Regions from separate parts of the Mus musculus genome. Here regions 1, 2 and 3 are each linked to region 4. The links are chromatin contacts, called in public Hi-C, HiChIP or PLAC-seq and promoter capture Hi-C maps. All regions are on one chromosome and are shown on one strand. The core of a region is the stretch at or near the end of the contact, and the rest is flanking DNA. Distances in the headings are between cores, read along the strand shown. Region 1 holds the start of Necap2 (NECAP endocytosis associated 2). Region 2 holds the start of Padi6 (peptidyl arginine deiminase, type VI). Region 3 has its middle 18 kb from the start of Padi6. Region 4 holds the start of Padi2 (peptidyl arginine deiminase, type II).

Region 1 (2,700 bases), core at 67-2,566, 170 kb before region 4:
GCAGATTTCGGAGTTCGAGGCCAGCCTGGTCTACAGAGTGAGTTCCAGGACAGCCAGGACTGCACAGAGAAATCCTGTCTCGAAAAACCAAAAAACTGAGCCAGGCGTGGTGGCACACGCCTTTAATCCCAGCACTCGGGAGGCAGAGGCAGGTGGATTTCTGAGTTTGAGGCCAGCCTGGTCTACAAAATGAGTTCCAGGACAGCCTGGGCTACACAGAGAAACCCTGTCTCAAAAAAAACCAACAAAAACAAAAAACCCAAAAAATCAACAAAACAAAACAAACATCAAACCGAGGCATTTTTCAAACCGTTGGTGGAGACCTCAGGCAGGTGAGTCACCGCAAAGCCGGGAAACATCATTTATGGCCCTTACTTGCTATCTGATGACATTCTTAGCCTTTATTGGTGAAAGCTGGCATTTGTACCTTCCAAAGGATTTACCTAATAGTCACAAGGATCTTAGGTCACATACAGAGGTGGCCAATAAATGGCTATTTAGAGGGTCAAGATAACTCAAAATCAATTCGCCTCCCAATCTGCCTTATTCTAGCTTTTCACAAGTGATCAACCTCGTGGAAGGATTAGGAGGTGTGTCCTCGTTGGAAAAGCTGTGATGGGGGTTTGGTCTTTGAGTTTTCCAAAAGCCCGTATCAGGCCCGGGTCACTGTCGTCCGTGCTCCCCTTCCTCCCGCCCCATCCCTGTGTGCTGTGGCCCTTCCACCCCCACCAGGATCATGACGTACAGCTCTCAGCTGCTTCTCTGGTATCACGCCTGCCTGCATGCCGCCATGCTCTCCCGCATGCTAATCATGGACTAAGCCTCTGAAACTGTAAGCAAGCCCCCAATGAAAGGATTTCTTTTTGTAAGTGTTGCCTTGGTCATAGTGTCTCTTCACAGCAAAGACAACCAGGAACTTTGGTTCACAACTTTGATTTGTACTCCTGTTGCGCTAAGCCACTGGGGCCTTGCGCACATAGTAGGTTATAAAAAGTTGTGGAGCGAGATTCCTCCAGAAGCCTCTGAGAACCTTCTGGGATTGGCGGGGACAAGGACATTCCGTCAGAAGGGCAGGGCTGCAGGGTATCTTGCATATCAGCCACCCTGGTCTAGGGTATAGAGTTTGAACTACAACCAGGTTCGGGATTAGGCTCAGATCAGCGGCATCTCGAGCTTCTCAGGTCCCACAGCAGCAGAGAGCAATCGCTTCACGGTCTGATCTGAGGCGCCCGGCAGAGGGCACTCGGGAGCGATCGGGGGGTCCCCCGGAGCTTCCGCTCTAGACAGAACTTGGTCATAGAGTCGCATCACTTCCGGTCCTGAAGGGGCGGGGAGAAGCCGGAAGTCCCGAGGGCTCGGGCGATAGAGATGGAGGAGAGTGAGTACGAGTCTGTTCTGTGTGTCAAGCCGGAGGTCCACGTCTACCGCATCCCGCCGCGGGCCACCAACCGTGGTTACAGGTGACCGTTCCTGGCTTAATCTTCCCGTCCCCCGCCCCGGCATGCACTGCGGGGGACGAGGACCGGTTGTCGGGTTTAGGGGCGGAAAGGATGGAGCCCTGTGGCTACTTTAATCGGGGCCAGACTTAGGAGGGGTCGCTGGCCCTGAGCCGTCAGCGGGACGCCGGCAACGGTCGCAGCCAGCTCCTGGGGACCCGAGAGCGCAGTGGGTTCCCTCGGCGGGGTCTACGGGTCGTGTCACAGCGCTAACCGACAGTCGTGACGGGATCCCAGAAAACCCTGCCACCCGCGGAAATCCCCGCCGGGAGGGCACGGGAGGGAACCCGGCCATCTGGGGGACCCGTCCCACGAAGCCCAGGGACGCTGTTCCTATCTCCGGCTCTCCTGACCCCAGTTTCACCCCTGATCACAACATACTTGCAGCTGGGAGGATACCGCCGCCCTTGTCTTGAGTGAGCGTCACCTGAGGCAAATAAACTCAAATGCCTGTAAACACACGGAGTGTCTCCGGAAGGGAACCCAGGACTCTAGTCTAGGAGAGGAGACACAAAGTTGGACACCTTCCCTAACTGAAAAAGATGAAAAATACGTGGTGTGTCCTGTGCCCTGTGGTGGGGTGTTGCTACTTAGGCTGGGTGGCTCTCGAAGGCGATGGGTGTCTGAGTTGTTTGGAAACAGGTCGTCGGGTACCACAAATGTGTTGGAGGGCCAACTCCATCTGCCCTTTGCGCTATGTAACACAGGCTCATAACATTTTCTGAATGGGTATCTTAGAACACTTAACTGTGTCGGTGCGATGATTTTAAAATAATATTAAAATGACAAGAATGGAGGTCAGCAAGCTACAGCTGCCTGTGCTTGCTTTTGCGTGTCTGGGTGTGGTGCGGGTGCATGCAGAAGCCACAGGAGTTCCAGCCAGTGTCTTGCTTTTTTCATGTCCGTTGTTCCCTTGAGGTGGCCCCTAACTGAAGCTGGGGTTGGCTGTTTTCATCTAGACTAGGTGTTCAGCAAGCCCAGTGAAACTCCTTTCTCTGCCCCACCCCACACAGTGGAGGGTCTACAGGTAGCTGGAGCCAGACCTGGCTTTTAGGCGCTAGAGATCCAAACTCGGGGCCTCAAGCTTGCTCATCTGCACCGAATCATCTCCACAGCTGTCTCCCTTTCCTTTCTTGTTATCAAACCGGAGATTGGCAGTCTACCCCTATCTGTTGGGTCTTCGTTCAGTAGACTAGGGTTAGCT
Region 2 (2,700 bases), core at 30-2,529, 160 kb after region 4:
AGCAAATAACAGGGACGTGGAGGCAGATAGTTCTCTACCAAGGAGCTATGCTCCCACCTATCCCCTTTTCAGAACATTGGCACAGTCTTGTTAAATTGACCAATCTAGACTTGAAGTCACTCGGTAATCACAGGCTAGCCTACCTCAGCTGGATCTTTTTTTCCCCCCTGACAACACATACATATACTATGGAATGCAATACAGAATTTGGCGGCTTTTTGAAACAGAGCATCATTCTGAAACCCAGGCTGGTCTCAAACTCACAGAAATCCTCCTGCCTCAGTGTGGGTGCTGAACAGGTGACAGGCAGGGACTACCATGTGTGGCTTTGTAGTCTGATCTAGGAATGCCAATACTGAAGAGACCATGAACCTCAAAGATGTATGTGTCATCTCAGCGACTCCACAGGGCACGAGAATGCTGACCCCCCCCATTTTAGCAGTTTTGAACTGCACAGTAGATATACAATTTCCTTTCTGCTTCGTGTGTGTGTGTGTGTGTGTTCTCACACCACAGTGCACATGTGAAGGTCAGAGGTCAGCCTAAAGGGATAACAGCTGTAAGCCAGGCTGCACAGGTCTAGCCCATGCACCAGCTCCTGCTGCCCATCCCCCACCCTACCCGCCCTGATGCTAACAAGAGACACAGCTGTGACTGACTGGCTTATCATCGTTATCACCCGGGAAAAGGATGCAGATTGCCTGCCAGGATCAGGGATTTGCAGAGCTAGCTATAGCTTCCTGACACTTCTGTGAGCATAGCACTTTACCAAGTACCCCCACTAGCTGCCAAGAAGCACACATCCTAGAACAGTGGTCCTCAACCTTCTTAGTGCTGCAACCCTTTAATACAGGTGGTGACCCCCAACCATAAGCTTATTTCGTTGCTACCTCATAACTGTGATTTTGCTACTGTTATGAATCATAATATGCAGGATATCTGATGTGTGACACCACCACCATCCCAGCCTTGAGGCCAAAACAGGTTGAGAGCTACTGTCCTAGAACCAAGACTCCCCCATAATCTTGAGATGTAGCACCCAGACCAGTGGGAAGGGCAGAGCCCCAAGCTGTTAGACTCCAATTTCCTAGGGCTGCAGGGTCTACAGGCAGCAGCTGCTAAAACTTTGATGCTGAGTAGAAGGATCTCTCCCTTCACCCTTCCCCCTACCTCCTTCTCCTCTTCCTCCTCCTCCAGGCTCACCTGTGAACCCTTAACAAGGGGGCGGGCTGGGGTGGTCCTTACCTCTACTAAAGAGGAAGGCCAGGAAGCCCCACCGTCCTAGGCAATTACTCTGGTGGGTAAGGACTGCTGACAGTGGCTAGCTTGGTAAGCCCAGCCATGTCTTTTCAGAACTCACTCAGCCTGTCTCTGGTCAATCCCACCCATGCCCTCTGCATGGTAGGCATGGAAATCACCTTGGACATCAGCAAGTAAGGCTTAGCGGGTGTCTGTAGGGGTAATGAGAAGGGAGGGTCTGGGCAGAGTCCCTGTGCCCAGAAGTCCGAGGTTAGCGCTCTCAGCTGAACTGACCGACCCCAAGGAAATCTGGCTTGGTCTCTGAGAGCCCTCCCATCCCAGCTCGGGATACTGACTTACAGCTTTCTCTGCCTCTTGCAAGATCCCTGTTAGCTTCGAAGGTGTCCTTGAGTAGGCGGGGGTTGTGTCTTACGGTTCTGGCATCTGCTCACTCCATGACTGTGAAGCTGAGGCTTGTATGTAAAATGAAGATGTGATCCTCACAAGGAGGCTTTGGGGGAGCGGGAGGTTGGGGTGGGACATCCATCAAAGGCGTGGAGGTCCTGGGGGTCGAGATGGTAAGAGAGGCTGAAGACGTTAGCGCCCGCCCCCCCCCCCACAAGCTTCACTGACAACTCTCCTCAATTCCGTAAGATGGATGCAGACTCCAGATCGGGGGCTGTCCTGGAACCCTGTCGCCTCATCGGTTGGTGAGTCTTCTAACCTGTATTGTCTCCTTCAAACCAGGTGTGCACCAGACAAGTGCAAGTCTTTCACCATCCGTGGTTCCCCCAGGATCTTGATCCACATCTCTAGCTCCGTCATCGCTGGCAAAGAGGACACTGTGGTCTGGAGGTCAATGAACCATCCCACAGTGGCATTGGTGAGGATGGTGGCGCCCAGCCCCACTGTGGATGAAGACAAGGTGAGCCATGGAGGGGAGAGGGGTAACCTTTAACCTACCCAGGTGATCTCAATGTGGAAGCTGGCAAGCCTAGCTGAAGGCCATTGGCAACAGGCCTGCCTACCCAAGGCAGACCCAGCTGCAGCTGTCTGTGGGCAGGGAGAGAGAGGCAGTTAAGGGATGGTGAGTGGGCGGAACCTGCCCATCTATGTGTCGGCGGAAGGCAGTTTCCTTCAGCGAGTGGCTCACTTGGGTAAGCACTGTACCTTGAGTCGGGCCAGAACCAGTGTTGTACCCTGAGCTGAGCAGTGCATACCTATTAAGCCCAATTAACCAGGAGGAGGGTCAGCAGTTGGAGGTCCTAACCTGAGCTACAGAGCCAGCTCCAAGCCAGGGCAAACGACTTTAGTGAGCGACAACTGCTTTTGTTGGGTTTTGAGACGGGGTTTCTCTGTGTAGCCCTGGCCATCCTAGAACTCCCTTTGTAAACCAGGCTGGCCTCGAACTCCCACGATCCTCCTACCCCTGCCTCCTAATGACTGGGATTAAAAGTGTGC
Region 3 (2,700 bases), core at 26-2,525, 180 kb after region 4:
TGTGAAAGCCAGTGGCCACTTGGCATCAGACTCGTATCTGACTAACGGTTCTGTGCCTCCATGTCCTGGATTGGGAAGGGCTCAGCCTGGTTGTAAGATGCTAGAATAAGGTCAGTGCTAATAGACCTCTGGGCAGGGAGACTATTCCAGGACCAGCTACAACTTGGAGCAACACTGGCCAGCGTGAGGGTGATTTGGATAAGTTGACAATCCAAATTCACTTATGTGACCCTCCACCTCCAGAAAGTGTGCTTTGTGTTTTCCCTTTGGAGACAGGGTCTCAAGTTGCCCAGGCCAGCCTTGAACTCCCTATGTAAAGGGCTGAAGAGATGACTCAAAAGGTAAAGACCATTAAGCCTGGCAACCAAGTGTGACCCCTGGGGCCCACACAGGACAGATTCCCATCTTCATGGACGGTTCTACCACATCTATGTAGGTACACCCGCAAACACAAAACCTGAAATGCTAACAATTTCCTTGCCTCTGCTTGAGTGCTGGCTGGCATGCGTGTACCTATGTTGACAGTGGGGGGGTGTAACCCAGTATTCTGGCAACATTCTGGTGTGATGGACAAGCACTTCACCGGAATGGCAAGCCTAGCACTTCTTAGCACCGAGCCCCAGGAGTCCTGTTTCCCTTGAAACACTTAGGGGATGGAGGGATGGCTCAGTGGTTAATGTCTGCAGACGTTCTTCCAGAGGACCCACACGGCAGTTCGCGACCATCAGTAATTCCAGTCCTAGGGGCTCTGTTGTGGATTGGTTTTATTGTTACTTGTATTAGTTTGGCCCCCAAAATTATGGGGAACCCACATATCTATGTGTAAGACGCTGAGCTGGTTCTGATTGGCAAATAAAGTTGTTGGAAGCCAATGGCTGGGCAAGGAGACAGAGGCAGGACCTCAGATTTCCTGGCCACGGGAACCCTAGCGATTCAGAATGGTCCTGTCATGTCGGGGAAGCAGAAGGATCACGTGTGAGAAGTACAAGACAGACAGACAATACATGAGAGTCAGGGATTATGGCCTGAGTCCGGGGCAGCCAAGATGGAATACAGGTTTTAGTAATAATTTCGGGATATCAGAGGGGAGGGTGTGTTAGCCACAGGGAGGTTTAGAAGTGCCCAGACACTGAGCTGCTTAACGCATATTAGAATAGAAGGCTGTGTGTGTCTTTTATTCTAGTATCTAGAGCTTCGGGGTGAAGGAGTCCCTTGCTATCTGCCAGAGAGATTAGAGCGGATTTATAAACTCCCACAAGAGGGCTTCTCCATCTGGTCTCCAGGCAGTCTGTGACACATGGTACAGCTGCATATGGAAGCAAACCCACACACAGAGCAATGAAGCTTTAAACACGGAGATCACAGGCTCGGCTCTGCCTACCCTTGCTGACTCTAAATTATGGTCACTCTGTCCAGAGACTGGATAAGGCTGTGTCTTGGGCCTCTCCAACACTAGTCCACCAGAGTCTCGTACCTTCCCAACAAGGGTAAACATTCGATGGCAGATCAAGGTCCCCCACAGCCCACTTCATCCTAAGGAAACTGCCAATGGGAGGCTGTGGGAGGCTGCTGGCTCTCCAGACACAGCTGCAACTAGCAGGCTCCAGACCTTGCAAGGACAACTTGTAAAACAGTGACTCTCAGCCTGTGGGTCCCAACCTCCCTGAGGCTGAATGACCCCTTTCACAGACCACTGGGAAACACAGATACTGACATTAAAAATTGGTTAACAATAGCAAATTTGTTACGAGGCAGCCATGTAATTTTAATGGTTGGGGGTCACCACAGGAACTGTATTAAAGAGTCTCGGCATTAGGAAAGTTGAGAGCCTTTGCTGTAGAAAGTAGGGGTCTCTTTAGCTCTGCAGGAACTGTCCCAAGGCCACTCCTGAGAGGTGGCCAGGGGACACAACTGGGACCTCTCAGGGTCCGTCTGCCCACCAGGCCCCTTCCCTGTGACCGAGCTCACCGCCTGTCTACAACTTTCCTCTACAAAACATTAAGAACAGTGACCTGACTTCAGGACTGTCATGTGTTACAGGAAATAGCAGCCAGGATATGTAGTAGCCCCCCCCCCCCGCCCCCCAAGACATCAGTCCAAGCTCCATTCCTGTGGCATAAAAGGCTAACCTTACAGTGCCCCCTGGTGGGCAATTGGCAGAAAGGAAGGGGCCAGGCACCCTCTGATCCTTTGTGAAGTTTGGAGGCTGATTACAAGTGCTCCTGGAAGGGTTGCACCCTACAGACTGCTCATAAGGTTGGGTAGAGGTAAGCAAGCCAGAAAACGCTTGTTCACTCACAACCAAAACCCAAGTCTTGGAACGCCTTAGGTCAAATCTACACATATGTGGGTGGGATGGCTCACACCTTTACTGCCAGCACTCGGTAGGCCCCTGGCAGGTTGTAGACGGTTTTGTGCACTGTGTAAAGGTTATCCATGTGTTACTCAAATGCTGATTTCTCTGCCCCCCCCCGCACGCCCCCCCCCCCCCGTTTCCATTCAGACACTGCACTGTAATGCTTTATAGTCAATCTTCTGTCTTTCCACCAGCCAGGGGAAGCAGAGGGTCAGAGAAGACAGCGAGGGAAGAAACTTCAGAAGTAGAGAGCTTATTAAACTGCTGGGGCATAACCAGATTAGCACTACAGGTTAGGATTCATTTAACTGCCCAGGTACTGAGATGCAAAATGTCACCAGCCA
Region 4 (2,700 bases), core at 161-2,660:
GGGAGAGATGGGCACCCTCCCAGGCCACTGGCGCCTAGACCACACCCCACCCCTGTGTTATAATCCTGCTTTGGGGTCTATATGAAGGCCCACTGAAGTCCAGGCCCAGGTGAAGTGGAGGCTGGGGCTGAGGCTTAAGGGCTAAAGGAGCAGAGAGGGGCCCCGTCTTAGGCTTGCTGAGACCAGCGGGAACCGGGGCCTCCTGTGAAGTGGCCGAGCAGTGGGAAGGAGCTGGAGAGCGGGCAGAAGAGCATGAGGGGGTGCTTAGGTGGGCTTTGGGAGGCTCGGGAGAGTCAGGCGCTTTAGTGTCAGAATGGTCTGGGAACACGGCCCATAGAGGATGTACAGGCACAGAATCTGGCATGCCCCTCCCTCCAGCATGAAGCCCTTCCTCCCTCGCAAGGCAGAACACTGAGAGTGCTCGGAGCAGATGGTGGCTTCAGTGTGGCCTCTCAGGCTGCTCAGACTACTCCTTCCCCATAGCACCTTTCCTAGGTCCCACACTATACCCTATCAGTTTCTCTGGGTTTGTGGGACACACTCTGCGAGATTCCTTCAGCCTTCTGTCTCAGGTACCCTGACCCCCATCGAGCGAGCGTGTGGGCAGAGAAAATGGGGAAGAAACGGGCCCTGGCTCCCAGGGCCATAGCGGGTGGAAAGTGACCCCTCTCTGATCTCAGGGTGAAGTCAGGAAAGGTATTTGGGGACACAGCTCACAGCCAGTGCCCCGGGACAGGCAACCACCAGCAACCCCCCGGAGGGTGAAATCGGATAAGTACCAGGCCAGATTCCACGTGGGCAGTTCCCCTTTGGACAAGTCAGTCCCCAGCACATCCCAGGCTGTTTCTGCTTGCAGGGGTAGGCAGTCCACTGGTGGAGGAGGCTGGGCTGGGGTGAAAGGTCAGCCAAGAAGGAATGGGGGAGTGAAAGGGGCGTGTTACAGAGAGCCCATGTGTGTTAAAGTCACCCAGGAGAGGGGCTGGAAAGACCAGTCATGAGAAGGCTAGATTTAGGGAGTAGTCTCAGAGAGGAGGCTGTGACAGGGGCTGTAACTGTGTGTCTTAGAGGGGCCTCAGGATTGCATGGAAGTGGATCCTGGCCTGGACTCTCTCTGGATTTCTGAGGATCTCGAATTGAGGGGCAACCTGGATACTGGAGCCAGGTCCAGGGTCTCAAGATTTGTGAAGGGTAGGTGAGAGGGTAACTCTCTCTCGGCTCACCTGTAGACATCGGTCCAGAGCTGCGTGCCCAGCACGTACACCGCCTCCACGCGGCTCCCATACTGCAGCCGCACGGTCCGTTCCCGCAGCATATTTTCCCGTATAGGCGGCTGCATTCCGTGCTGCTCCCAGGAATAAGCACCTGCTGCAGGTAAGCCCTCCGCTGCTGCGCCTGCGCTCGCTGCCGAGCAGCCGGCGGCCTTAAGCAGCAGCCGGGGGCGGGGCGTGGGCGGGGCTTCCCGCCGGACTCCTCTTGGATTGGATCTGCAAACCCGTCCGTCAAGCCTGGCCCCGCCCTCCAAGCCCCTCTGCCCGCAAGTTGTCAATTCCTGTTTTCCGTGTTTGGCTTGTTCATTCTTTTATTCAGTAAATTCCCCTTTCTGGACGCTCCCCCTCACCTCCAGCTCCGAGGGGCAGAAAGTGCGAGCAGGAGTAGCCGAAGGGACAGGGCAGGAGTGAATAGGTGGCAACCAAAGCCAGTCTGGGGCCGGAGAATGCTTCTCAGAGGAAACCCTGAGGCTTCTTAAAGATCTTGGCAACACCAGGGGGTGGAGAGGAGCCTCCTGAACACCTTCTGGAAGCTGGACACCCCCCATATTAGATCCACATTGCCATGAGAAATAGGGAGTGGGGTGGAGTGGGGGGAACTGTGGCCCTGGCAGGGACCAGAATGCTAAGCCCAGGCATGAGAGCGACAGCATGAGCCTGGAATGGGGCTATCTGGGAGTGCATTCTGGCTGCCCCAGACAGCGTTGAGCATACTGAGCTGGAGCCAGTAGTGAAGACCCCGGATGGGGCGTGAGAGGACTGGCGAGGAGAGGACTGATCTGTGTGGTGTTTATGGATGGAGATTTGGGTGGCTCCCGGTGGCTGGGAGGATGTGCCTGGTTGAAGGACAATGGGCTGACGGGGCAGAGGATTAGGGCTCCAGCCTGCGACACCAAAAGACGTGCCAAGGTAGAGGTCAATGTATGGTCCTGAAGGCCAAGGTGCACCGTGACATCTAGTGGCAGGGTGGGGTCTGAAGCACTCTGAACCCCACCCTCAGGCCCTTTCTTTCTGAACTCAACCCTGGGGCTATGCAATTTGAGGAAGTGGCTTTTTCGTTAAGGGAATGGAGACTGAAGGGCGGGTGGAGGGGTGAATGTTGGAGAGGGAGGGGGACTGAAGGGAGCCCCAGCAAAGGGCACACTGAATTAAACGCATTGCTCATAGGTATGCCCAGGCACGCCCAGCGGCCCTCGACTCCATCCTTCTCCTCCAGATGCCCAAATTAGGAGATGGTAAAGACCCCAGCTGTTCCTGGGTATCAGGGATCTAGGAGGAATGTGGGTGGAGAAGCAGAGAGCCAGAATCTCAGCCAGAGGGGTCACTGTCTCCTGAAAGGCTTGGGGTTCAGATCCTGGGAGAAGCTGCTAACTTCTGATTGGTCCCTGGGAGAGCGTTCTCCAATCAGGAGGCAGCTTGTGGGAAAGAATCC

What was found. Promoter capture Hi-C pulls out the DNA fragments that hold promoters and counts their contacts. A called contact is a pair of places that touch in the nucleus more often than the background predicts. HiChIP or PLAC-seq counts read pairs in DNA pulled down with a chosen protein or histone mark.
Region 1: a Hi-C map of CD8 T cells shows a contact between it and region 4, with 2.9 times the contacts expected there. The contact joins the promoter of Necap2 here to the promoter of Padi2 in region 4. A contact is called at or near these places in 4 of 39 promoter capture datasets (the C10 cell line, the HPC-7 cell line, cranial neural crest and 1 more), 16 of 484 Hi-C or Micro-C datasets (B cells, the Ba/F3 cell line, CD4 T cells and 9 more), 8 of 115 datasets of contacts at active chromatin or transcription factors (the HPC-7 cell line, T-cell acute lymphoblastic leukemia, bone marrow-derived macrophages and 3 more) and 2 of 9 other capture datasets (liver and pancreatic islet).
Region 2: a contact with region 4 is called in an H3K4me3 HiChIP or PLAC-seq map of embryonic stem cells, with 22 read pairs. The contact joins the promoter of Padi6 here to the promoter of Padi2 in region 4. A contact is called at or near these places in 21 of 39 promoter capture datasets (the 3T3-L1 cell line, 3T3-L1-derived adipocytes, the C10 cell line and 15 more), 1 of 15 datasets of contacts at CTCF or cohesin (embryonic stem cells), 19 of 484 Hi-C or Micro-C datasets (the G1E-ER4 cell line, bone marrow-derived macrophages, colorectal tumor organoids and 9 more), 16 of 115 datasets of contacts at active chromatin or transcription factors (astrocytes, bone marrow-derived macrophages, craniofacial prominence and 10 more) and 3 of 9 other capture datasets (adipose tissue, liver and macrophages).
Region 3: a contact with region 4 is called in a promoter capture Hi-C map of hippocampal neurons, with 10 times the contacts expected there. The contact joins the enhancer-like site here to the promoter of Padi2 in region 4. A contact is called at or near these places in 24 of 39 promoter capture datasets (the 3T3-L1 cell line, 3T3-L1-derived adipocytes, the C10 cell line and 16 more), 6 of 15 datasets of contacts at CTCF or cohesin (the NIH/3T3 cell line, embryonic stem cells, hippocampal excitatory neurons and 3 more), 108 of 484 Hi-C or Micro-C datasets (B cells, the Ba/F3 cell line, the C2C12 cell line and 61 more), 23 of 115 datasets of contacts at active chromatin or transcription factors (the HPC-7 cell line, VIP interneurons, astrocytes and 14 more) and 4 of 9 other capture datasets (adipose tissue, embryonic stem cells, liver and 1 more).

Annotation. Positions count from the first base shown.
Region 1 is chr4:141,076,973-141,079,672 of GRCm38.p6, reverse strand. Necap2 (NECAP endocytosis associated 2) reads left to right here and starts at 1,316. Exons shown (of 8, transcript NM_025383.4): 1 at 1,316-1,460. The coding sequence starts at 1,369.
Region 2 is chr4:140,741,222-140,743,921 of GRCm38.p6, reverse strand. Padi6 (peptidyl arginine deiminase, type VI) reads left to right here and starts at 1,279. Exons shown (of 16, transcript NM_153106.2): 1 at 1,279-1,433; 2 at 1,987-2,164. The coding sequence starts at 1,342.
Region 3 is chr4:140,723,521-140,726,220 of GRCm38.p6, reverse strand. No RefSeq gene overlaps it. Among named protein-coding and RNA genes, the nearest start is that of Padi6, 18 kb to the left of the region's middle. Within about 2 kb of position 1,275, at least 32 of the 459 cell types and tissues checked have an H3K27ac peak or open chromatin away from gene starts, as enhancers often do. A contact at or near this core is called in Sertoli cells, cortical neurons, epiblast stem cells and 6 more, where this site is marked.
Region 4 is chr4:140,905,070-140,907,769 of GRCm38.p6, reverse strand. It overlaps Padi2 (peptidyl arginine deiminase, type II), which reads right to left and starts at 1,410. Exons shown (of 16, transcript NM_008812.2): 1 at 1,221-1,410. The coding sequence starts at 1,336.